Linked DNA regions of Mus musculus: all the other regions are linked to region 3. A link is a contact called in public HiChIP or PLAC-seq and promoter capture Hi-C data. All regions are on one chromosome and are shown on one strand. Each heading gives the region's core, a stretch centred on a gene start, on an enhancer-like site or on the middle of the called end of the contact. The rest is flanking DNA. Distances are from core to core; before and after follow the strand shown.

Evidence for each region. Promoter capture Hi-C pulls out the DNA fragments that hold promoters and counts their contacts. HiChIP or PLAC-seq counts read pairs in DNA pulled down with a chosen protein or histone mark.
Region 1: an H3K27ac HiChIP or PLAC-seq map of embryonic stem cells shows a contact between it and region 3, with 4 times the contacts expected there. The contact joins the enhancer-like site here to the promoter of Nhlh2 in region 3. A contact is called at or near these places in 4 of 39 promoter capture datasets (embryonic stem cells, hippocampal neurons, liver and 1 more), 6 of 115 datasets of contacts at active chromatin or transcription factors (bone marrow-derived dendritic cells, differentiating embryonic stem cells, embryonic forebrain and 2 more) and 2 of 9 other capture datasets (liver and macrophages).
Region 2: an H3K27ac HiChIP or PLAC-seq map of embryonic stem cells shows a contact between it and region 3, with 7 times the contacts expected there. The contact joins the promoter of Sike1 here to the promoter of Nhlh2 in region 3. A contact is called at or near these places in 3 of 39 promoter capture datasets (embryonic stem cells and hippocampal neurons), 2 of 115 datasets of contacts at active chromatin or transcription factors (both in embryonic stem cells) and 1 of 9 other capture datasets (embryonic stem cells).
Region 4: a contact with region 3 is called in a promoter capture Hi-C map of hippocampal neurons, with 2.9 times the contacts expected there. The contact joins the enhancer-like site here to the promoter of Nhlh2 in region 3. A contact is called at or near these places in 1 of 39 promoter capture datasets (hippocampal neurons), 4 of 115 datasets of contacts at active chromatin or transcription factors (embryonic hindbrain, embryonic stem cells, extraembryonic endoderm stem cells and 1 more) and 2 of 9 other capture datasets (adipose tissue and liver).
Region 5: a promoter capture Hi-C map of embryonic stem cells shows a contact between it and region 3, with 2.9 times the contacts expected there. The contact joins the promoter of Sycp1 here to the promoter of Nhlh2 in region 3. A contact is called at or near these places in 6 of 39 promoter capture datasets (the 3T3-L1 cell line, embryonic stem cells, frontonasal cranial neural crest and 2 more) and 1 of 9 other capture datasets (liver).

What each region holds. Positions count from the first base shown.
Region 1 is chr3:101,485,285-101,490,526 of GRCm38.p6, reverse strand. No RefSeq gene overlaps it. Among named protein-coding and RNA genes, the nearest start is that of Gm40109, 20 kb to the left of the region's middle. Within about 2 kb of position 3,181, at least 7 of the 459 cell types and tissues checked have an H3K27ac peak or open chromatin away from gene starts, as enhancers often do. A contact at or near this core is called in embryonic stem cells, where this site is marked.
Region 2 is chr3:102,993,959-102,998,613 of GRCm38.p6, reverse strand. It overlaps Sike1 (suppressor of IKBKE 1), which reads right to left and starts at 2,874. Exons shown (of 5, transcript NM_025679.3): 1 at 2,647-2,874; 2 at 2,353-2,458; 3 at 1,229-1,371; 4 at 11-124. The coding sequence starts at 2,805.
Region 3 is chr3:102,008,846-102,013,934 of GRCm38.p6, reverse strand. Nhlh2 (nescient helix loop helix 2) reads right to left here and starts at 3,790. Exons shown (of 3, transcript NM_178777.3): 1 at 3,610-3,790; 2 at 2,876-3,200; 3 at 1-1,289. The coding sequence starts at 1,281. The coding sequence ends at 874.
Region 4 is chr3:102,675,442-102,680,042 of GRCm38.p6, reverse strand. No RefSeq gene overlaps it. Among named protein-coding and RNA genes, the nearest start is that of Gm40112, 17 kb to the left of the region's middle. Within about 2 kb of position 2,697, at least 72 of the 459 cell types and tissues checked have an H3K27ac peak or open chromatin away from gene starts, as enhancers often do. A contact at or near this core is called in adipose tissue, hippocampal neurons and liver, where this site is marked.
Region 5 is chr3:102,932,513-102,937,881 of GRCm38.p6, reverse strand. It overlaps Sycp1 (synaptonemal complex protein 1), which reads left to right and starts at 1,782. Exons shown (of 33, transcript NM_011516.2): 1 at 1,782-1,896; 2 at 2,217-2,338; 3 at 3,001-3,073; 4 at 3,232-3,275; 5 at 3,621-3,677; 6 at 5,075-5,239. The coding sequence starts at 2,231.

The DNA of each region.
Region 1 (5,242 bases), core at 1,932-4,431, 520 kb after region 3:
CAGCACAGCTCGCCTCAGTGTACCCAGCCACAGAAAGATGTCCCAGCTGCCTGTGGTAGTGATGTGGGCTGACTTCTGGCCTGAGCATCCAGTACACCCACAGCAGGCAGCAATGAGTATGCCTCATAGAGAGGGGGTACAAGGTCGTGTGACCTGGTGAGCCATCACTAGAAGCAGAACTTCACCTGGAAGCCCTGTGTGCTGGGAATTGAGTAATTTCTAATCCTCCCATACTGTCACGATGTCATTGCCTCTGTAGTTGAAATGCACGACCTCATAGTGTTGCTGGACCTTGACTATCCTCCAAAGGCCTGTGGGGTTGAAAGTATTGGGGCAGACAGTCTATGGTGCTATTAAAAATAATGAAAGCCTTAGGAGATCGTGCCTAGGGGAAAGTCAGGTCATTGGAGGTGTGCCCTTGAAGTAGATATCAGGACAGCCCTATATAGGCAAGAGCGTCTTCCTCATAAATGGTGGAATTACACATGTGTGTCTCCATGCCTGGTTTATGTGGTGCTGCAGATCAAGCCAAAGGCTTTGCATGCGAGGCAAGCATTCGATGCACCCACATCCCCAGTCCCCCTGTCTGCCTTTTAAGTTCATCTCTCTTAGGTACTTTGTCATAGTAGTGGATAGCTGGCAACCACAGTGAGTGTGGGGCCCAGAAATGGCAGTCTTCTTCCTACAACACACTGCTTAGCGCTTTGCTGAAGGGACACCTTTGGGGCAGGTGGCCTAGCATGGAGAGTGGATAGGGCAGACAAAAATACTTACCATCCTGTCTTGGGACAGGCAATATACAGTGTGGAGACAAGACACAGATCCCAGGTTAATGCTGGGTGGCTTTGAATACTCTTTCATGTGTCATCACACTGGTCTCCTTGTCTACAGGATGGAATGACTCTACATGACCCGCCAAGTTGTTCTGAGACTCAAGTGAGACAATGTTCTTAAAGGGATATGCCGCCGCCACGGCAGCATCTGGGATTTTTCATTCCTGGATACATCTGTAGCAATGACAGGGAACCTGGGACTCCACCCTGCCACAAGGTGCCATACTCCTGGAGAAGAACCCATGGTGTGGGCAGGGACAAGGCTCTGCATGTTGCTTCCTGTTCTAGGTCTACACCCTAAGATCTAAATAAATCTGACACCCCCTAGCTTCTACAACTATTTCCGAACCAAGGTCACATTTCTCTCAGCTGGTAGAAGACTGAAGCCCAGGCCTTTCTGCAAAGTGGATAAAGCTCTCACGTTATGAAGGAGCTTCGTGTTCCTTGCCCTGCCCATGTCTCCTGCCTCTCTCTCTTGTCCCCAGGATATATTTGAAGAACACACATCTTTAAATATTAGGGACCAAGAAGGAAATGAGCCCACGGCCACAGAGCAGAGCAGGCCTTGTTGGGAACTGCAGGGAGATGCCCACTGTATTAGACACTTCTCTCACCCACTGTATTAGACACTTCTCTCACTGCTGCGATCAAATGCCTGACCAAGACAACTTAAGGGAGGAAGAGTTTAGTTTCACTCACAGTTCAGAGGGATACAGTCCATCTTGGTGGCTGAGATGGCAGCAGGAGCGAGAGGCCAGCTGGTTACGCTACACCCACAATCAAGAAGCAGAGAGGGAGGAATTCTTTTTTTTTTTTGGTTTTTTGAGACAGGGTTTCTTTTTATAGCCCTGGCTGTCCTAGAACTCACTCTGTAGACCAGGCTGGCCTCGAACTCAGAAATCCACCTGCCTCTGCCTCCTGAGTGCTGAGATTAAAGGTGTACGCCACCATGCCTGGCTTGGAATTCTTGTGCCCAGTTAGATTTCTACTTTATTGTTCAGCCAGGATGCCACCCCATGGAATAGTACTGCCCATGTTTAGGTTGTTTCTTCCCTCCTCAGTGAACCTACTACAGGAAATCCCTCATAGGCACGCTCAGAGGCTTGTCTCTTGAGTGAGTTCAGAACCCGTCCAGTTGATAACAATTGCTATTAACCACCACACTCGTCTAAACACAAGTAATAAGACATGTTTAGCCCTGGGGAAGTGGGGGTCAAATCCAACGCGGAAGGCAGAGAGCCTCCTCTGTGCCCTGTGAACATGCCAGGACTGCGCCCTCTGCAGGGCTCTGCTGGGAATGTCCATCCATCTCTTAAACTTTCCAGTTCCCTGCAGTCATCAGGAAGCCCTTCTCTGCTTCCCTAGCCCTCCCCACTGGCTTCTATGTTGTTCTCTGTGGGCTTCGCACTGCTCTTTCCTGGAATGTTAGCTGTCCTCCCCAAAGGCAGCCCCACAAGTTGGACTGTTGTTGTTGGACTTTGGGCTGTTAGATCCCAAGTGTCTGTAAGAGTACCTGACACAGGGTGGGCCCCCTGTGTGTACTGGGCAAAGGGATAGGTGAGTTCATAGATGGACAAATGAATTGGATTCCTTCATTCCCTCCCTGCAGTACTGGTGCTAACCTGAGCTGCTCAGCAGGTGGGCCTGGGATGAAGGAAACATCTAAACCCCTGTGGATGTTTCTCTCATAGATAAGGTCTCATGTTGCCCAGACTTGCCTCAAACTCATTTTGTAGGTGAGGGTGACCTTGAATATTTGATCCTCTTGCCTCTACCTCTGGAGTGCTGGGAGAACGGACGTGTGTCACCATGGCCAGTTTCTAAGGTGTTAGGGATGGAACCAAAGCTTTCATGTGTTGTGGGTAGTTACTATCTGAGCTACATCCCCAGACTGAAGTGAGTAATGGTTTAATGCAAGCATTTTCCCAGTAGTGGGGTTGAATTTACAGCTTCACATATGCTAGGCAGGCACTTTTCCACTAAGCCAGATAGATCCACAGCCCTCTGCCTAATGTTTGGCTTTGAGACAAGGTCGCACTAACGTTTCCTGGCTGGCCTTGAACTCACTCTGTAGCCCCGGCAGCTTTTGAATTTCTGATCCTCTTGACTCAGCTTCCTGGGCCGTTGACATTACATGGCCACCCAGCCTGTTGTCTCAAGAATTTTCTCCCTAGGCAGGAACAAGGCAACTCCTTCTTTCTATGATTCTCGTGACAAACCCAAGTTGGATTCCACCAAAGCTGGCCCTGGGGAAACCAAGGGTCAATGGGTTTGGAGATCCTGGGCGGCCTGTGAATGATCTTAAAGCAGCCACACCAGAAGGTCCACACCCAGCATGAATGAGGGCTCCCTGTGGCTGCAGGTGGAGCCCCTTCCTTCAGCCTGGCCCCTCCCCAACCTATTTACTCTAGCCTCTCCTTGAGACCCCAAGGGCATGTGAAATTAGAGCAAAATTAAATAAAAACAGCTGGGAAAGGTGGCTGGAAGCTCAAGTAAGAGTCCACAGACACTTCCTAGTCACACTTTCTACGAGGGACCCTCACCGGTCAGCGAGCTGAGCTGTAATGGTCTTTAGCAAACAGACACAGCTGAACTCACCAAGATGGTTGCTGTTTGGTTTGGAGGGTAGGGCTGTACAATACTTGGTCATAATGAACCACTTTTTAAAAGGTCAAAGCAACAGCAATGAAAGATGAAGAACAAAATAAAATTCATTCAGAAAACTTGCAGTGGAGGAAAAGTTAATTAAAGACCATTAAACATCGGCACTTGGTCAAGAGAAGTCCCCAAAGATGGCAATGTTCTTAATTGATTAAGTTAATTAAAACAAGATAAGCAAAGAAGTAGATATTGAAGTTTTTATTAATGACTTTTCTTCCATGGATGCCAAGAAAGTAGTATTTAAATGTATTCTGGTTTTGATTTTTTTAATAAATAAAATATTTAAACTTAAAATAATAAAGAGTTTTAATATACTTACATTTCAATATTTTAAAGCTATGTAACTCTTCTAGAACAATTAACTATTAATAAGAGGCATAGAGACATGCTCATGAGGGCACACATACTTTTCTTCAGCTCCAGGCACCGGGTGCAGTCTGTGCTGGCCAGATGCCAGATCTCAGGAGACATTGGCTCATGAAGTGGTTTAATGAGCTGTTCCTCCCAGAAAGACACCTGTGAAGTGCACCATAATGCTACAGACGTGACACACAACCTGGGGAGAGTTGAGGGGACCCCAGAGGCTAGTGACAGAGACCTTGGGGATTGAGGTGCCTTTCAGCAGTCTCTGCATCCAGCCATGTAGGCCAGCTCCGATGAGCTCTGCCTTCCTCTGGCTTACTTGGTTAAGTGCTCTTGACTGCTCTTTCAGAAGACCAAGGTTTAGTTCCCAGCACACAGGTTGGCTCAAAGCTGCCTCTAACTACAGTTCCAAGGGATCCAACGCCCTCTTCTGGCCTCTGCAGGCACTGCATGCATATGGTGTACTTAATATACATGCAAGCTAAACACTCATACACATAAAAAAATAACCTCTTTTTAAAAATATATTTAGAAATTTGTCCTCCAAAACATTTTACTCCTTGGGTAAAACTTTTTCAATTGTCTTCTCTAACACTGTTTAGTGGAGAGCCAACAGGCGGATACTGCTTACCAAGGGGGCTCTTTGAGCTACTTATAGCTTGTAATATGGAAACAGTACCTTGGGAAATTACTTTCAAGTACTAGTCCTCCCAAATAGCCCCTATTCAAACTGGCAAGCAGAGATCTTTGCCCTGATGGACTGTACGCCATGCACCACCATGCACCAAGCATTCGAAATGTGTCTATCATCTTCAGATGTGTGTGTGTGTGTGTGTGTGTGTGTGTGTGTGTGTGTGTGTGATTGTTGTTGTTGTTATTCTGTTCTAGGGGCAATATCTTACTATGTAGTCTTAGCTGGCCTCAAATTCACCATAAAAACCAGACTGGCCTCAAACTCATAGAAATTCCCCTGCCTCTGCCTCCCGAGTGATAGAATTAAAAGCATATGCCACCATGTCAGTCTAACTAAAATGTAGACTTAAAATATAAAGACAGGGGGCTGGTGAGATGGCTCAGCGGGTAAGAGCACTGACTGCTCTTCCAAAGGTCCTGAGTTCAAATCCCAGCAACCACATGGTGGCTCACAACCATCCATAATGAGATGTGGCACCCTCTTCTGGTGTGTTTAAAGACAGCTACAGTGTACTTACATATAATAATAAATAAATAAGAATATAAAGACAGGATTGTATTAAGTCATCACATGTGGGCACTATATAGAAATGGCATGCTTGAGGAAGCTGAAATCTGGTTCGTGAATCTGATTGTAGGATCCCAAAGGGAAGTGACATGAGTCTTAGATGTCACTCGCTACCTCATGGAGA
Region 2 (4,655 bases), core at 1,625-4,124, 990 kb before region 3:
AGAGCCTTACCTCCAGCTGAGCTAGTCTCTCCTGAACCTTACAGAATTGGTTATCGTCCACCTGAACAGCTCTCCGCATCACTGCTCCCATTTCACAGATTCTATCGATCTGACTTTCAATCTCCTGTGAAAATAAGATGAAGAAAAGGTTCCTAGTGATGAAGACCATGGAACGCATGTACAGGAGAATTTTATGTCTATTAAAACCTTGAGAAGTAAGAGTAAGTGGGAAGTGGCTCCCTTTGTACACACTACAGAAGTTACATTGCAATCATACTATATTTCGAGCTATAATAATATCAATCTATCAATCTGTGGCATTTCAAATAATTTCCAATTTTCAAAAGAATGTTTGATATCCAGGGACCAGGTGTGGTGGCATACACGTGTAATCCTAGCCCTTGGGAGGCCTAGGGAGGAGGGTTAGGAGTTAAGAGGCCAGCCTGGGCTAAATGAGACCTAGCTGCAAAAAACAAAACAAAACCCTAAACAAACAAAACACCCACCCAACCAACCAAAAGTAATATAACAGACAACTCAAATATTTAGATATTTAAAACATTCAAATATTTTAAACATTCCATTGCCTAAAACTCCTAACGATAGAAGATGAAACGTGGTGCATCTTTCACTGTAGTAAATAGTTGCTTCCAATTAATTACTACAGTAAAAGCTAAAATAGGGCAAGGAAACACCCTACAAACTGCAAGGTAATTGCTGGCTCCTCCAAGTTAAACAGTGAAGGATCAAAGAGGAGGAACTGCTATAAAACAAAGGAACAAGACCAGCCCTCCCCCCATAACACAGTCTGAGTCATTTGATGAAGTTAGTGACTGCTTGCTATGTGGAAGCGAGGGATAAAATCCGACTCATGCCCTTGGAACTATAAAACTTATGGCTCGATAGAATGTACAACAATCAGCTAAGCAGTCACTGAATGCCTTCAACACTAGCTGGTATCACACTTGCTATGTAGCCCAGGATGGCCTACTCTCAATCTTTCTGTGTCAAGCTGAAAAGAAATCCCTGGTGAGGGAGGTAACTTGACCACTAAAGGATGGAAGAGGCCCTTATCCCCTTCCTTTATTCATGTCTTCACAAAGCCACAGCCAAATTCAGAGTGATTATGAAAATATGCAGAAAGAGGAACACTGTTTTCTGCAAACAAAGGAACGACCCCACGATTTCAGTTCAGTTTATTTACAATTTATTTATCAGTGTTTCTTACTGCAGAGTGAGACTGGTGAGCTTTCAGAACTGGTTCGGCATCCACGGCTTTCTTAGCGACCATTAACTGTAACATCTGTTTCCGGTACTTGCTCATGATCAGTTCCAACGCATCCTGGTGCTCCTCCAAGGAAACCCACAGTTCTAACAACAAAAGCAAACATCTGGACAATGACGTCTAAGACTGGTCTCAAGGCAAACCTCCTAACAGCTGGAGCTCTCAGACACTCCACGGGACACTGGGAATCCAAAGTTGGAAATCAGTATTCAAGCCCACAGACGTGAACAGTGTACCTGAAAACCAACTCTCTAGGCAGTAGAGTCTTGTGCAAATAAAATGGGACGTGTAATCACGAGGCACGGATTTGAATTCAGTTTTCTAATTGACTTCTCAGAAGCAAAAATGAGCTCATTAAAATTAAAAAAAAAAAACTACATTTTGTTGATTTGTGTGAACCACGGCACATGTCGGGTCAGAGAAGAACCCCCAGGAGTCAGTTCTCTCCTTAAACCACGTAGGCCCTTGGAATGGCCTCAGATCCTCCAGCTTGGCAGTTCAGGCCTTCTGGCTGGTTCCAACTGGTGTCTGTGAACCTGTTTCTTAGCTGCATTGTGTAAATACTTGGTCAGGGGCATAGAGTGGAATGGCAGATGTAAAAGGGCTCCATCAGACAACTACCATCCTGCTGTCATCAACAACCCTAAGACTATGTATTTGGGGGACGAAGTTCTAGCCTTCCATCTTGCACAGGAACATTAAAGAAACGTCGATCTTAACTTTAGTGTTCACTCTAATATCGAAATGTTACATTTGGAGACTATGAACTTTAGTTATAGAAGCCTCCATTTGGTATGTGGTCACTCCCCAGCCATCTAACAATTCAACTCTGCTAAACTACTGAATACATCTTTCAAGGTCATCAACCAGGAAGACTTTTAAAAGAGCAATCTAACAGATTTTACTGTTACCAGTTGACCCTTGAAGCACTGATCTAAATATATGTATGCGATGTGCACGCTTGTGAACTGTTCAGGCACTTGTGTAAGAATGTCCAAAGTAGTATTACCAGAAAAAAAAAATCCTAGACACACACACACACACACACACACACACGCCTGACTAACCTCTGTTTTCCTGCTGTAAGTCTCTAATCTGGGTATTCTCTTGAGACAGCAGAATGTGAGGTTTATATTTAGACATGTCCTTCACGTCGGATGCATCCTCTTGATACTGGACAGAAAGACAGACTAAGGCACTGTAAACATGGGCAGGTGCTGCGGAGGAGGCAGCAGTCCCACCCACGACACAGGAAGCTCACACATCCGCCCTGCCCTCCAGACCAAGATAAATCAGGCCGCGCGACCCCACCCACCCGCCCGCAGCGTCCACCCCTGGGCGCGGCTCGGCCCCCGGCCGACCTGCTCGGGTAACACGGCGCCCGCCTCCCGCATCGCCGCCACCCGCCGGTGCAGCGCAGCCGACTGGTCCACCAGCGACTCGGCCGCCGCATCGTGCTCGCGCAGCCGCTCCAGCAGCGTCTTGGCGTCCGTCAAGATCTTCTCGATCGTGCAGCTCATAGTGGCCGAGGAGGCGCGCCGGGCCCGCTAGCCTAGGCGCTTCGCTCAGACCTTACCCGGCCCTGGCTCAGCGCGAATCGCGTCACTTCCGGGTGCACTTTAAAGGCGTGGTGGCATCTCGGTCGGCGCCTGCGCAGAGGTGGACTCTTGGTTACCCTCAGGCTTCGCCACAGCCTTAGCCTTTCTAGGGTGGAGCAGCAGAGGTCGGATTGGTGCCACATCCTGGTTTTTCACGAAGTTATTTCTGTTCCGGTCTTAGTTCAACTTTTCTTCTGGTTTTGATTGATGTAGTTTGTTATTTAGTAATGGGATTGTAACAAACTGATGAAACAGATACTCACCCCCAATAAGTGGTAAAATACACCGGAACCTCTCCTTTCCTCCCTCCCTCCTTCCATTTCTTCTCTTCTTTCTCCTCACCTCCCCCTTTTCCTTTTTTCCTTCCCTCCCTTCTTCCTTTAAACGGTGAGCAGTGTCTGGGAATGACATCTGAGGTTGTCCTTTGACTTCCACAACTGCACTTGTGTATGCAATCAGTTAGATGCACACGCGTGTGCACATACACAAAGGAAAATCTTTCCTTAGTGCAATGTTGGAAGCCTTTTGATTTGGGAGCTATTCTGCTATTCTACAGCACTATGGCTGACTGTGTTTAACGAGTACGGTGGCTGACAGGGAATTCTTTCCTAAAATATTTTTGTCCAAAAGAGTCTAGGACAGTAGAATAGTAGTAATGCTGTGTTTTAAAGAATCATTTTCCCTGTCCTACAGTCTCTTTTATCTTGAGTTCAGATGTAAAGTTTAGAAACACGTGATGTTTGGTGTACTTTTGTGATTTGGGGAAATGCCTATTGTAAAAATTTTACACTTACAAAACTGTGTTAAGAGGTTGCCTCTGGGAAGATGAAATAATTTTCATTCGGAAGGAAAACAACTTTGGGAAAACAGAATAATAGCCTCGAATAAGTTTACAACAAAGACCAGGATATATTTGCAAACGTTTTGTGAGGAGCGTTTCCCAGGACTCTTAGAAATACTTGAGGAGTACACAACCCCCTTGAAGTCACACAGGATGAGGGCTCAGATTATGTGAGCTGGACATTAAGGGGTAAAGATCCCCTCAGTTCTGGAGAAATTGGGGGACACTTGAAGGTTGTACTGGTAGCCCAAATAAACTTACCTAAGGCATGTGGGCATAGGTTAGGACATTAGGAAGGGCTGAAGTGGGGACAAGTTTTCGGTTGCCAGCAGTATAAGTCTCAGGTGAGAAGGGAGGGGCCTCTCCTGATGCTCCCAGCCACCGTGCATGAGAATACCCAACTGTGAACAGGCTAGTTTATTTGTTTCTAACATTTCACTTAGTTTCCCCCCCTTGTCTCCCTGGTATTCTTTAACTCTTAATTCCTTACATTTATATATTGGATTGTAGCTGTTGGGCCCTTGGTCTTGTCTCAAGGACTTGGTGCATGTGCAAGTGTGCAGAGAAACACAGAGAGATAGAGAGAGAGAGAGAGAGAGAGAGAGAGAGAGAGAGAGAGAGAGAGAAGAGAGAAGAGAGATGAAAGAGTGAAAGAGAAGAGAGGAGAAAAGAGAGAGACTAGTACTTTGGGTCTCAAAATGAAGCTATGGTGTTTTGGGATGCTGAAAATGCTTTAAGGTTAGATTGTGCAGATTGTAGAACTCTGGGACTGTAAGCAAAACTACTGAAGAACACACTGTGTAGTGTGGCAGTGGCTGTTAGGGTGATACCTAGGGATACAATGACACACAACTGAAATGCCAGTTCCCTCATGCAGTGCCACACACCCAAGAACTACAGCTCTCTAGTGCATAGAACTCTACATCATTTT
Region 3 (5,089 bases), core at 2,541-5,040:
CTCTGAAAAATAAATGTCTTGAAAAAAATACTCTACTCCTTCTAACATAAATAAAAATAGGTTGTCTTTTTCTAACTGCATCTATGAGTCCACATGTTAAGGTCACAAATAGACGGGGTGTTTTTGGATATTTAAAGGGGCATTTTGCCCGAAAAAGCAATCAGATGTTACATTTTCCATTTAAATATGGATTTTTCTATCTACTTTAGTGTCCTATCTTGGGGTTAAAGTCTCACCAAGCTCAAATCCTGCCACAGTGTATGTCTGTCTGTTCTGAATGTATTTTTTTTAACCTCACCAAATATTCAGGATTTTATTTAGATTAGAATGTAATTTTTCATTTGCCATGGTAACAAAAAGTTTGCTGGTACACCTTTCTGTGTCTTAATCTAGATATGGAAAAGATTTTCATCTTTTTTTTTCTCCCCAAGGTTTGGTGATTTGTCAGTTAGAAAAATCCCAGATAGTCATAGTTTGAAGCCATCAGCCTGGGCTAAGCTGTCCTCATTCTTTCAGAACGTGAAGGTGTGTAGGATAGAAATACAGGGAAATGAAAAGCCTCCAGTAGCTTAAACCAACCACCCCCTCGGGGGGTCCTAACACACTGAGGGGAGGCCCCAGGGCATCTCATTCTAGGTGCCTCCAGAAGGATTTTCTGGCCAGGAAAATCCCCTTGCAAGCCCCAGGTCTTTCTACCCAACCCCACCTCCCAGGCTGGGAAATCTTCTCCTGTTGCCTTGATGACTAGAAAGAACAGGCTGCAAAGCTTTCTCCTGCGTTCAAGTGTCTCTGGGCAAACCTCTAGCCTGGCAGTCCGGATGAGTCGCCTTTGGCAGTCTTCCGGACCCGCGGCCTCCCGCGGCGTAGCCCTCCCTACACGTCCAGGACATGGTTGAGATAGGAGATGTAGCAGATGGCCAAGCGCAGAATCTCGATCTTGGAGAGCTTCTTGTCCGGAGGCAGCGTGGGTAGTAGTTTGCGGAGCTCGGCGAAGGCCAGGTTGAAAGCCTCCACTCGGATGCGCTCGCGGGTGGCGTGGGCCGATCGGTACTTGGCCGTGGCGCGCCGGCGGCGGCGCTTTTCTTCGCGGCTCAGCTGCTGCGGGTGCGGGTAGAGCGCGGCCCGGCTGCCTCCCTTGCCGTCGCCGTCCGCCTCCTCCACTGGCTCTAGGTCCGACACGCTGCCCAGAACCTTGGTGTCTGCGCCGCCCAGAGACTCCGGGTCCGAGTGCGTCGAGCTGGGGTGATCTGAGTCGGCGGCTTGGTCCGGACTCAGCATCATTTTGGAGGCTGATGGGGAGTCAGAAAGTCAGTTAATAAAAGGAATCTGGTTCTTGATTTGCAAGGAGTAGTGGCGAGGGCCTAGCAAACCTGGACTTCTAGGAGGGGACCTGGGGACACTGGTCCTCTCCTCGTTTCAGGCCCACGCAAGTGGGGAGGCAAGGAGCGGGTATCAAAGCGCATTCTGAACCCACACAGAAGACTGCCAGAGGGGCCAGTGGCGCTGGGGCTGAAGAACCGTGGACCTCTGGGGCCGGCTGACATCTTGAGTCTCCTCTGGCCAGACATCAGCTGCTCTCTCCCGCCTCCCTTGCTCCGTTCCCTTCCCAGACACAGGAAAGATCCCGAAGGGATGGATGCCCGAAGGATGGATGCATCTGGGTTTTAATGGAGATGCAGAGTGTGCTTCCCACCCGAGGGCCTAGGGCAAGGCAGCTGGAGACTCCCAGCGCCTGAGGGTCTGGGCTACGCTGGGGTGCGGGCGAACCCCATCCTGGAACCTAGGCCGGGAAGGCTTTCTTGCCGTCCCCTCCCCGCGTTTCTCCGAAATAATAAAGAAATGACCGAACACATGTGTTCGGTCCTTTCAAAAGAAAATTGACTCCTCGGCCCTCATACTCTCCCGGAGCACCATCTGTCACGCAGACTGCCACACACATTGGGGACCTAGGGACGTGGATCACACAATGCCCGGCAGTCTGCCGACTACCTCCCGGGAAAACGCAGGCGGCCAGGTCGCTGCGGGCGAAGGGGCTGGGGAGGGCCAGAGAGGGATGGACTCCGAGGCACCAGTGCGGGACGCCCCGGGCGCAAGCTGTATCTGTGCGGGTGAAGTTCGTGAGCTTAGGGGACCGGAGCCCCGCAGCCCACCGGCGGCCCAGGGAGGCCTGGCCGCGGCCCCGTGTCTGCGCCGGGCTTTCCCCAGACGATGCCCTCCTGGAAAAGCCACCTCGGGCCGGCAGCTCGAGGGCCTTCGCGTCTTCGAGAACCACTGGGCTTGCGGGTGATCTGGGTGGGCAGATGGGGATAGAAACCTGCCTGAGCTGAGCTTTTGGGCCTCCGCCACCAGGAGGGACGACCGGGCTATGACCTCTGTACCCCGCCTTGCCCCTCACAGGCAAGGCTCCTGAGTAAGAGCCTCGCTTCAGAGAAACAAAAGCCAGGGAGGGGATGTAGGTTCGGCTCCTGGCCTCGAATTTGCCCAGGAGAGACCTGAGCTCAGAAACAGCTTTCCGTGCAAGGAAAACGGATCCTCAGAATAACAATAAATGAACCAAACGAACTGCATGCTGCTCCCCCCGCCCCCCAGGCTTTTCTCTACGTTTATAAGTGAAACAACTCACACCTACGCAGTTGGCGTGAAGAGGTAGAAATACACAGGGAGAAAAATCATAGCAAACCACGACATAGTTACAGATCGGACAAAAAGTTCCCGGGCTGTCCCCCCACGCGTTTAAATCCTCCAGATATTTAAATAGTCATAAATGGTATTTCTCGTGGGCATTTAAGTCTATGACCATGTGTGAGGAATACATCTATAAAATACAATATGACTCAACTTAATCTAAAGAAAAAGAGACGTGAAGATGTCTTACCTTGCAAGAGCCCTGTCGATAATCTTTTCGTCAATCTTTTAGAGTTAAAATTCCAGGAAACAAGGAGGAGAGATCCTGGCAAATATTAAAAGCAGCCAATATTTATTACATTCGCAGATGAAAAAGCAGCTGTCATCTCGCCGACCACCACAACGAGCGGCGGTGTCTTAGCGGGTGTATGGTTGTTCACTTAGTTGATGGATTGAAAACGCCCGTTTGTTTGTTTGTTGGTTTGTTTTTAACTGTTCTTAAACATTTCAGGAAAATTCGTTGTTGATCTTTATAAGTCGAAGTGTTGAAACCTCACGCCTCCCCACTCAAAGGGCTGTATAAATAACAAAAGAGATGCTGAGATAAAAACAATCACATCAAAGGGACGATTCCTCCACTTTCTAATAGCAGAATAATCAATAAGAAAGATGGTTAAGATAAAATTCCATTCCTTGAGGACTCCTTCCCTTCCCTTAATCGGGCTGGGGCGAAACTGGGAAGTGCGGTCAGGGATGGAAGGGGCTCAGAAGTGATTTTTCTCTTCTTCTTCAAGATAATGCTTTGTTCAGCCGGTGTCTCCCCAGTTCCCAGGAACAACAATACAGTAACTAGGGCTTAAGGTTGCCTCTGTCTTGTCCCTCATCTACTTCTGTGTTGTATAAGCAGACGCCAATTTTGCAGTTTCAAAGTCTTTCAAGGTTTGGTTACACCCCCTACCCTACCCCACTCCCTCCCCTCTTTACCTTGTGGTGAAATGTATATAGTCAGTAGCTTGGAGATGCTGGAGAGAGATTGGAGAGAAGTGGACGTCTTCTGGAGTAACAGTGACAGGGAAGCAGAGAAAGGGGAGCTTGGGAGAGCCAGAGAGGAGAGGCAGCTGCCTGTGTGGCTTCTTGGCTCTTCTGGTACCAATTGATTTAGCCTGGAGATGGTGGAAGAGATAAAGGCTTAAGAAGGGGGATGGAATTTTTTCCCCCTAAATTGATATTTAATGGGAAATCCTATTGGACAGAAACCTGGACACGAGTCACTTAATTGGACTTGACATCTGTCACAGTGTGGGAGTTTTCACAGCCCAAATATTTTAGCAGATCAGATTCCCACTGAATCTGTGCCATAAAATATAGCAGTTGAAAGCAGCCCATGATAGAAGCCATAGCATCTACAGCGTCTGGCCACACAGGCGGTTCCTTGTTTTCAGATTATTGATGCAATATTTAAGTGCAAGTAGACACTATATGAACATGGAAAATTCCTCTGGCATTTTGTGAGCCAGCATTTTTTTAAATCAATAGTTAGAAAAATAGTTGTGCTGGGCACATGAAAGCATATTCTGTCTATGACACTGTAATTAAGGTGAACGATCCAGACAGGCAATGCTAACATTTATGTAAAGTGAAGTGTCTTTTAGAGGATGCTTTAATCATGATTATTTAAGCATATGGATGTTTTGGAGAAAGGTTCTACTATGAGACCAGCTTATTAATAGATGATATTTTAAAGGACGTTTGACACATTAGTTTAAATCATTGGTGGAATTAGGAGCAGAATCCAAGTAGTTAGAGACCACTAGATAATTCTACTTTTTGAGTTATGTTTGGTTTTCTTTTTCTTTACCCATTTACTCATGTTCATTATTCGCTGTAAAATATGACACACAGTATGTGCAAAGACAGTACTTTATTCTTGCCCATCCTAACACGTGAGTGAATATATTTAGCTGGGTGGCAATGTAATTGTGCTAAAATGTAAATATTAAGTATTCTAGCATGCAATGCCTTTGCCTAAGATGACCTCCAGTCCCAAATTTATGTGTTTTACAAAATTAAGGGAAATTTACTGTTAGTCACTATCAATTATATATTATTTGCTATTATTTACACATTGCCAGTGATACCACTAATTCTGTCTTCTTTCTGTCTATCTTCCTTCCTTTCTTCCTTCCTGTCTTTCTTTCTTTTTGGTATTTTTGACAAGGTCTCACTATGCAGCCCTGGCTGGCCTGACCCTCACCATGGAGACCAGGCTGACCTCAAACTCATAGAGATATGCTTGTTTCTGCTTCTCATGTGTTGGGATTAAAGGCATGTACCATCACACCCAAATACTATTTTTTTTTAGATTGATTAAGCTTAGAGGAAATGAGAGAATAATAGCCAACCTCCTGTCTCCCTGTTCCTAGGTGAGTTTTTGTGGAGAGGAGAACCTTCACTTTCTCTTCAT
Region 4 (4,601 bases), core at 1,448-3,947, 670 kb before region 3:
GAATTCTCAACCCCTATGGCACATTGCACACTCAGTCTTCAAAGGATGTGCTAGACAGTTAAGGGACCATCTAGCTCTCTGTGTTCTAGATAGCTCAAGGTGTGAACATTTGCATACACATCTCTTCTCTGTAAGAACTAGGTTACAGATTTAGGGTCTTTTTGGCTCTGTGGGAGTTGCAACATAACATAGAAGTCACATTTCTATCCCTGTCTAGAAGTCTGGTACTCTGATACAGATGATAACATTATATCTATCCTGGAGGGAGATATTCATTTTGCTTCTTACCATTCCTTAAGCCTCCATCAATCCTATGGTCATGACGCCATGGTCTGAAACCTGTTATTTGGCTGACCACATGGAAGAGTCTTACTTTTATAGGGCAAAGTTGCCCATGGAGGCAGTTTCCTGTGGTTAGTCTAATACAAAAGCCTTTTCTGAGGCTACTTCTTCAGTCTTGCAGTTTTGTCTTTTGTTTGTTTGTTTTGTTTACTTTTCTCTCTCTCCCCACCACATCCCTTTGAGCACTTTTACTCTCCTGAGCAGTCCTGCTCTTCCTGTGTGCTGCATGAGATCAGGGCCCCAGAAGAAAGTAGATGGCAGACTTGAGCCAAGGTATTAAGGAGGGTTTCATGAGGGTACCATTTATAAAGATGAGTTCAAACTGAAGGGAAACTGACACGAGGCCTTGAAGTCTTTGTGGAGACAGCAATAGAAAATGGTCCCTGTGTACCCCAAGTCCTGAAGGAGACAGCAATAGAAAGTGGTCCCTGTGTACCCCAAGTCCTGAAGGAGACAGCAATAGAAAGTGGTCCCTGTGTACCCCAAGTCCTGAAGGAGACAGCAATAGAAAGTGGTCCCTGTGTACCCCAAGTCCTGAAGGAGACAGCAATAGAAAGTGGTCCCTGTGTACCCCAAGTCCTGAAGGAGACAGCAATAGAAAGTGGTCCCTGTGTACCCCAAGTCCTGAAGGAGACAGCAATAGAAAGTGGTCCCTGTGTACCCCAAGTCCTGAAGGAGACAGAGAAAGGAGGGATCACTACCAAGCTGAGGACCACAGTAGAACGGAGGAGAGTCCCACACACTGGAGATGTAGTAAAATGTAGCCTTTTCCAGTTCCAAGGTCAGCAGGGAGGAATCTTTTCCTTCTTCCTGTGCTTGTCTCTCTGCTGGTATTTCCCACAGGCCAGCCCCAGCCAGAGCCAACAGGCCTGGCCAGAGCAGGAGGGAGGAGACCCTGCTACAGAGATCAGAGTGGCTACAGTGTCAGGAACTGGCTGGAGGAGTTGGTGACCTTCCTATTAGTTTTTGTTTATTGTAAATTTCCACTTGGCCAGACTGGACATTTTATCTTTTGTGAGTGAGGCAAAAGCCTGGAGAACATTTAGAGAATTATTTACACCTATTATATTTTAAACTGGACAGTACCTCAGCAGCTCAGCAGTGATGCAATCGATACTCAATGTTCTTACCACAAGCTTAACCAAATGTTAATATTCTACCAGATTTAGTTCAAATATTTATTTAAGGAAATAAAGTGTTGCAAATTCAGCTATAACCATCTCCCCTAACCCTAACCTCCCACCTTGTAGCCATTTACCCCCTGAAGTGTCACCTTCTGTAACACTGTGATATATTCACAAACAACACACAGTAGGTATGTTTATTTTTAAGTGGTTAAAACCGAAATCCCATTTTTTTCAACTTAGCTTTCTTTAAACTTAACTATATATTTTTTTGAGATTTATTCGTGTTAATAAGTCACTTGTAGTTCATTCATTGTATTCTTTTTTTGTATGTAGAATATGTGTCATGCACATGTTATGTACATGACAGGGTGTTTGTACATACGTGTGGAGGTAAGGAGTTGACATTGGGTATTGACCTCCATCATTCTCCACCGTAGCTTCAAACCAGGTTTCTCACTGAACCTGGAGCTCGCTGATGCGGCTGGCTAATGAGCCTCAGCGATGTTTGTGTCTTTATTTTTTCCAGGGCTAGGTTATAGGTATAAGCCACCACTCCTGGCTTTTCTCACGGGTGCTGGAGATCTGAATTCAAGGGCCCACACTGATTTGAAGGCCTCATGGTCAGACAGCAAGCGCTTCTCCCCAGCCCCACCAACAGCTCCTCATAAGACCACACTACGCTTTAGTGCACGCCTGTGTTGGTGGATGTTTTGGTTGTTCCAGGTCTCTTCATTTTTCTCTCTTGACCCCCCCTTCCTTTCCTCTTCCATTCTAAATTCCATCATTATTGTTACAGATTCTATGTTAGGCATCCTCAGATCGGATTACATCGCTTCTGAGATTCACACCTGGAAGAGGAACGCCCATCTTCAACTCTACTAAGAATGCTACTTCATCCCCTAGACGGGTTGTACCAATTTACAAAGTCTGCATAAGCCAGGGATATCGAAAGCCTTTTTGTGTCTGCTCCAAAGGGAGTCGAACCTCAAAGGCACTGATTCAGGGGTCCAGGGAGGCTGTAGTGAAAGATCCCTGTTTACTGTTACTGAGACTTCAACGACAGAGAGCACCGATTTTTTGTTCAGGCAGAAATGTTCCAATTCACCTTTCCCCTGGTGGTATATCACTGTATTCATGCTGAATCCACCCAGGGCTGCTATGCAAAGAGGAGAGGAGACTTGCCTGTCCCAGCTCCCTGCAGGGCTGAGGCTGACAAGCCAGCTGGTGCTGTGTGCCAAGCAGCTTGGCAGTGAGCAATTCAGCTGGTTCCTGGGACAGGAGGCAGCAGTGACTGATCACAGAACTGAACATCTTCAGAGCTCTTTTACTCTATAAATATAGTCTTTGCAGAAAGCAGTGAAGATGGCGAAGCTTCCGGCCAACAGCAAACACAGCAAGAGAGGCTAGGGTGTGGCGTGTGAGCTTCGGAGTCAGGAGTTGATCAGGGGGGCTGGTCACCTGTGACGTCATTCTCCAGATTGCAACTCTGTGTGAACAAACACTTCAGTTTGTGTTACAGTTTGGGGGAGTGTTTGTTTTTTAAGAGACAGAGCACAAAATTATGAATTCTAAACTAGGGTCTTGGTAAACTGTCTCTGCTTTGGTGACTCTGAGGGAGGGACAAGAGGCTCAGGGTGTCTGGGAGGGCACTGTCAGTGTCTCCTCAATGGCTGGGCACTATGAATTCAGTGTTGTAGAAGAGTGAGAGTGGAGATAGAAGCTGGGTACTAGAGATGCCCAAAACCAATGAGAGGATGTGTGTTGGAGGGTGTTTGTGTACGTGCACAAAGGAGGGAAACAGGGTAGTGAGAAGCTTGGCAGCCAGTGGTGTAAAGATGAGAAGAACTAGGAACGGTGTTGGGGAGGTGGTTTTGGAGATGGTCCCATAGACTCCACTAGATGCTCAGCCCCTAGTTAGAACTAATTACTAGCTGCTGCTGGTCAGTGATGGATGGGGCAGAGGTGTACTGCGGGTTAGGAAGGACGGGTACGTGCATAACCCCGTGCTCTCTCCCCTGCTTTACACAGGGATGAGTTTAACTGACGAGTGACTGAAACAAACCATGTACCTCTTAAACATCAGTGTGTCTGCATAGAAGACGTCAGGCACTTAGAGAATAAAGTGTTAAAGGATCAAGGTCCTCCCTCACCCTCGGGAACTGGGGGTAGGGGGTTGTCAACAAACTGTCCCTATGAGTTGCAGTAAATAAGGGGGGGAGGAAAAGGGCCTTCTGGAAACCTACTTCAAAGGACAGAGCCATCTTCCAGATGGGCAGTTCCATGGGTCGAACTTGCCTTCCAATCAGAGAGGGGCCCTTGCTTTCAGAATCAAAGTCGGGGACATAGTCTAACACGGTAACAGAATACTTGAAACGCCAGCTTTCCAGGAGCACCGGATTCTGAGTCGGGAGGTCGCTGTGGGGAGGTTGAGTCTCTTCAGAAAACATTGAAGAGGAACAGAAGAAGCGGCTTTCTGGAGAAGCTCGGCTGAGCACATTGATAGACACATTTCTAGTTTCCTCTTGGAACCATTTGGGGTGGCCTGCTTATTCTCATTTTATAGAGGTTACATCCAACAGCTGGGCAGTTTTAACCATTTCTCAGTTACCCAGTTAGTCTATGGTGGGGCCTCTGTTCTTCAGTGGCCTAGATTCTTCTCCAGCTCTGAGGAAATGAGGGCAGTGGTGAGAGTCCTTTCGCAGGCTGTCGATGTGCTGAAGGGCTTTGCTTCTGGTCCATTCCATTGTCTATCACCTCCATCCAGGGAGGATATGCAAGGCAGCATCTGCCACGACAACCTGGAATGTTTCTTGTCCTTGTTGGAGCACTGTGGGTGAGAGGGTGCTGAGTGTGGCCACGCCCTTGTGAGAATTCACACCTGCGAGACCTGTCATGCATACATTTATGTTCAGTTCTTACTGTTGTTATACACACACAGAGAAAGGCTTATCATAAACAAATACCGTCAATTAGTTATATCCAAGAAGTACCTGTGTAACGTCCGTTCACTTGGATGAGGAAAGAGACCAGTTTCCAGAATCTTTTCTCATGACCACTCCTCCATCTCCAAAAGGTAAGCTTCCTTAAAGTCAAGCTTTAAAAAAAATTTTTTTTATTAAAGACAACAACAAA
Region 5 (5,369 bases), core at 533-3,032, 930 kb before region 3:
TCCCATATCCTGAGAAACTGAGGTGTAAATAAAATAATGATAATGATAATAGTAGTAATAAGCTAGTTTGTTTGGTAAAAGTCATTTCAAGATAGCAGTATTGGGCTGTGGTAGTTACTGCTAACTGCTTTTAAGCAGTATTTACAGTAACTGAGAAGAAAGATATGAAAAAGTGTACAGTTTTGTGGATGGAAAGGAACTTGATCGAGCTTAAACTGGCAGATAAAAGGGTGTACTTGTTAAAAATATTACTGCAGCTTAGTAGAAGCCTTTCAAAGCAAGAGGGTCCTTACGATCAATGCCTGATACTCTGAGGACTCTAGCTTTCAAAAAACCCAAATTCATTTGTAAGGAGAGAGTGAATTGAGAATGCACCCGAACAAAAGGGTTCTCTGCAGGGCCCCTGCCTGAAAAACAACCTCCTAAACATGAGTTTCTCTAGCTTTGGCCTTTAAGGCAGATAGAGGATGCAGTAGTTGGAGTCCAACGAACCAGTTTATGTCTTCAGCTGGCGACAGAACTTGGAGGTCAGCACTGATTTTGCAGGCAGGCTAGATGTGAGAATGAGGGGTCATGAAAACTGCAGTGACCACTGAGGGCAGGCAATACGTGTTAGGGTCTGATTCCCTGCAAGCCGGCCCTGGAGGCCATTGTATGAAGCTGTGAAGGTCAAGCCTAGGTTATAATGGAGAATCCAGCATGGTTGGAGATGCCAGGACTGTGAAGCCTCTGCAGAGGAAAGATGCAGGCATGAAATGGAGTTAGCTCAGTTGGGGAGAGCTGGGTCATGGCATGTCTCAAGACTATAATGATGATATATCTAGTTAGCCAAGCCTGATTCTTTGATTTCCCTCCCTTTTACTTAAGTTGAAACACACTAATTCAACCTGGTAAATGTACTTTCCCACTGACACCTCATCTCCACTACCCCTGTGGATCGATCATTCAGGTCCTTATATCTTGTCCTAGGTATTAAAACAGGCTCACTCCAGAAACCGGAACCATTCTTTATACCATGATTTTTCTTCCAAACATAATCATGCTAACCCTGATGCTCAAAATTTCATGATCCTCATTTGTAACGTCAAAAACACGCCCCTGCCCCCAACCAGTTTTAGCCTTCACCTCTTCTTTTTATGTCCAGCCTTGGCACTCTGTTTCCCCACCCAGTCTCCCCCATCCGGCCCTCCCCCCCCATCCTACTTCTTGGTCTCATTAAGACTCACAGACAGCTCCCGTTTTGCTTGCTTAGTCGGGGGTATTGTGTAGCCACAGCAAATGAAGTTACAAACACATACAGGAAGTTCTATAGACTCCCAAAGCCATCTTTAGCACCCAGCAACCACAGGACTCCTCAGAAATGACTTCTTTTTATGGGGCTTATGGCTGTAGCACAGGACTCATGTTTGGTTCTCAGCATCCACCAGGCAACTAACAACCATCTGTAACTCCAATTCCAAGGGCTCCTACTCCTTATGGATGCCCAGGACGCTGCACGTGGTGCACGGGTTGATGCATACATCCACATGAAACACTCTATAACACGCACCAGAACATAATAAATACAGCCTTAGAAAAGGAAAGCACTGAGACGCCTTTAAATGGCTATACACCAACGAGGGGGTTGGGGGGGGGCTTTCCCAGCATCCTCCGACAATTTTGAGCGCAGACTTGGTAGAGAACCCGGCACGTGGGAAGGGAAATCTCGCGAGAAGTGCTGCGCGCGAGATCCCGGCCAGCTGGACCAACCGTTAAATTGAGCCGGTCGCGGCCAGCCTCCCAGTCCCGCGAGTTCTCGGGCTTCCAGGAGGTTCTGAGGGGAAGCTCACGGTTCCGTTCCATGTCGTCTTCATAAAGGAGCGCACGCGGGGCCACGGGCCGCGGAGCCTGACAACGGTGAGGGTGTGGAGGGTGTCGGGGCCTGGGGCCCACGTACACACCTCTGTCACGCGTGTCCAGGTGCTTGGCTTCGCGGGCTTCGCGGGCCAGGGAGGCCCCGGGCCCTGGGCCTCAGGCAGTCGCGGGCGGCCTTCGAGGTTCGGGCTGGGCCCGTGGTCGCGTGGCCGGCTGGAGTGGAGAGATGGTGCGGCCGTGCAGGCTTTCACCGTGCAGGCCACACGCGCCGCAGGGTGACACGGACGCTGGGCCCCTCTGAGGGACCTGGCTCACTGTACTTCGGCCTCACCCAGCCGTGTGACCTCTTCCCTTCCCCCGAGGCCCAGGAGGCAGCATGGAGAAGCAAAAGCCCTTCACACTGTTCGTCCCGCCGAGGCTGAGCAGCAGTCAAGTGTCCGCCGTGAAACCGCAGACGGCGGGAGGAGACTCCAACTACTTCAAGGTCAGCTTGCGTGGGCGCTTCGGAGACAGTGCCCGGGCCCGGGACGGGGCGAAAGGCACGTGCAGCCGCCGAGCCCGGAGACCTGAGGTCCACCCCTAGAAAGTTCCATCCCTAGAACGCACGCGGTCAAGGCGAGAAGGGTGGCTTCCACACCACGGGCACGTGTGCGAGCCCACAGAGACTCACGAGAGAGATGCTAATAAGAAAAGCATGCCTTACACTTTGTATGTTACATTAATCGCTGATATACCCTAAAATTTGGGGTGGATTTTTTTTTTTTTTTTTTTTGCCCGTAATTACAGGCCTTATTGTATGTTGCCAACATTCAAACTTTTTAGACTCCTTTAAACGTGATTCTTGTAAAATTCACTGCTGGGCTGGAGAAATGGCTCCGCCCCCAATAGCACATACAATTCCCAGTATTTCTACTTTTGCAGGGCCGGGTCTTTGATATGTTGTTAATGCTACAGGTAATTTCTGCTATAGCTAAGACATGTCATTGATATTTGATTTAGTGAAGATCTCAATTTGGTTGAGTGAGATTGAAGGAAACCATATACTATTGAAATTATTAATATTCTAGAATATACAAAGTTTCTGTTATGTAATAACAGTAAAGAGGTATTGAGCAGAATATTTAAAGAACCTCTTTGTATTTCTAGACTGCCAACAAATGTACAGAAGGTGATTTTGGTGTTCCATTTACAATGTCCAGTCGGGAAAACATTGATAAAGGTAGGTTTGGACAAATATGTAAATTTTCATAGAAACATTTTGTTATATACATTGCCAGTTATACAACACAAGTATTACATTAATACTCTTGACATTCAGTTAGGTAAAATAATATAAAGTGATGTTCTCATATTTAATGACATTTTCTTATTTCACAGATCCTGCTTTTCAAAAACTTAGTATTTTGCCCATGCTCGAACAGGTTAGTAAGAGTGTAATAAGAATTAAATTATTAGAGATTGTAATTAGAGATTGAATTATTTGAAGAAAAAATTGGTAGTTGTAGGATTAGTAGTTTTATGTAATTTAATTCTTATTACATTTGTGTATATGTGTGCTTATGTATATTTGTATGTATGTGAGTGTCACACATACCATGATATATGTGTGGAGGTCATACTACAACTTGTAAATCTGGGCTCAAATCAGGTTCTCATTGTGGCCATCATTGTTACTCATGGAGCCATTTTGCTAATCATAGTCTGGTGTATTTAACTGTCATTAGCTTGAAATATATAATCTTACAGTTTTTTTTTTTTTTTTTTAGGTTGCTAATTCTGGCAGTTGTCACTATCAGGAAGGAGTAAATGACTCTGATTTTGAGGTCAGATATTTCCTTCTTATTTCTGGAATTTCATTTATTATTTGAATATACATTTTTAAGTTCTCAAAGTATTCATATTCAGTTAATGTTTTAAAATATTTTCTTTGAAGACTTTTCTTTTAGTGGCTCTGGGGACTAAATCAGAGCCTCATGCACTTTAAGTGGCAACTGTTCTACAACAAAGTTGTATCTGTATTCCAGATATTTTTTTCCTCTTAAAGTATTTGAAATGCTAAACAGTTGTATTTTCCTAGGTAAAAGAAAACAAATCTTTTGGGGAAATTAAATTTTAAATAAAAAAAATTAAAACTAGAAGAGTAGAGAGATATGTGGAAAGGTCAGCATTTTACAAAAATAATCTTTTGACAGGTAAAATTGTCATTTGGTTGTGGTTTTTTTATTAGATATTTTCTTTATTTACATTTCAAATGTTATCCCCTTTCCTAGTTTCCCCTCCAAAAATCCCCTATCCCCTTCCCCCTCCTCCTGCTCCCCAACCTACCCACTCCCCCTTCCTGGCCCTGGCATTTCCCTATACTGGGGCATCAGAGCCTTCACAGGACCAAGGGTGTCTCCTCCCATTGATGACTGATTAGGCCATCCTCTGCTACATATGCAGCCATTTGGCTGCTTTATTGTACAAGAAATTTATTTGTAGATTATGGCATATTTTTTGAATTATAAGAGTCGTTCTTACAGCACATCTTATAAATCAAGGGAAATTTCGGGGCCTGATAAGTGCTATATGCCTATTGCAAGGGTTAATAGTGTCACAGAATAAAAAAATTTGGAACCAGTCTGTATTTTGATAACAGGTTAAATGCAAGCAAATATCAGTTTATTTTTAAAATATGATTTGGAGTATAGCTTCATATTAGAGTTATGTTATTTGTTTAGTATGTGAGATGCCATGAGTTAGCTCCCCAGCTCCAATATAAAAAGCAAACCCAAGTTCCTCTGGCATTTATAATATGATAATGAATAAAAAAAAGTCAAGAACTCTAAAACCTCAGGCTCATTGAAAATTACGTATTTTATTTACTACTTTCTTGTCATATTCTTAATATACTCTTAATCCTCAAATGATTTCTCTAAACAAAATGCTTTAATACAATAGTTAACTTTTATGTATTTCCTGTGGAGTGATGTATTTTAACTGTTATTGAGTCATATTCTCTTACTGAATTAAATTAACTTCAGCATTTTTCAGTCTTGATTTTAGTCAGTGATTTTGGTGAAATAGCATATGATGTCTTGATACTATGAAAGTTAATTTTGCTACAATATAAATTGAATAGACAGTTTGTCACCATTAGTATATATGCATATGTGGTAGGTAACTATTGTTGGTTATATTAAAATTTAGACAATTAACTTTTGGAAATCCATTTAAGTAGAATTCAGAGCCAATGAGCAGACTGTATTCAAAGCTGTATAAAGAGGCTGAAAAGATAAAAAAGTGGAAAGTGAGCATAGAATCTGAACTGAAGCAGAAAGAAAATAAGTTGCAAGAAAACAGAAAGATAATTGAAGCCCAGCGAAAAGCCATTCAGGAACTTCAGGTATAATGGTGTTTTGGATTATAAATATGGCAAATAAATACTATTTGAATAAAAAATAAAAGAAAAAAGATAAAAATATGGCAATAAATATTAGCACAATACTGTTGGAAATAGAATTCAAATTAAATTG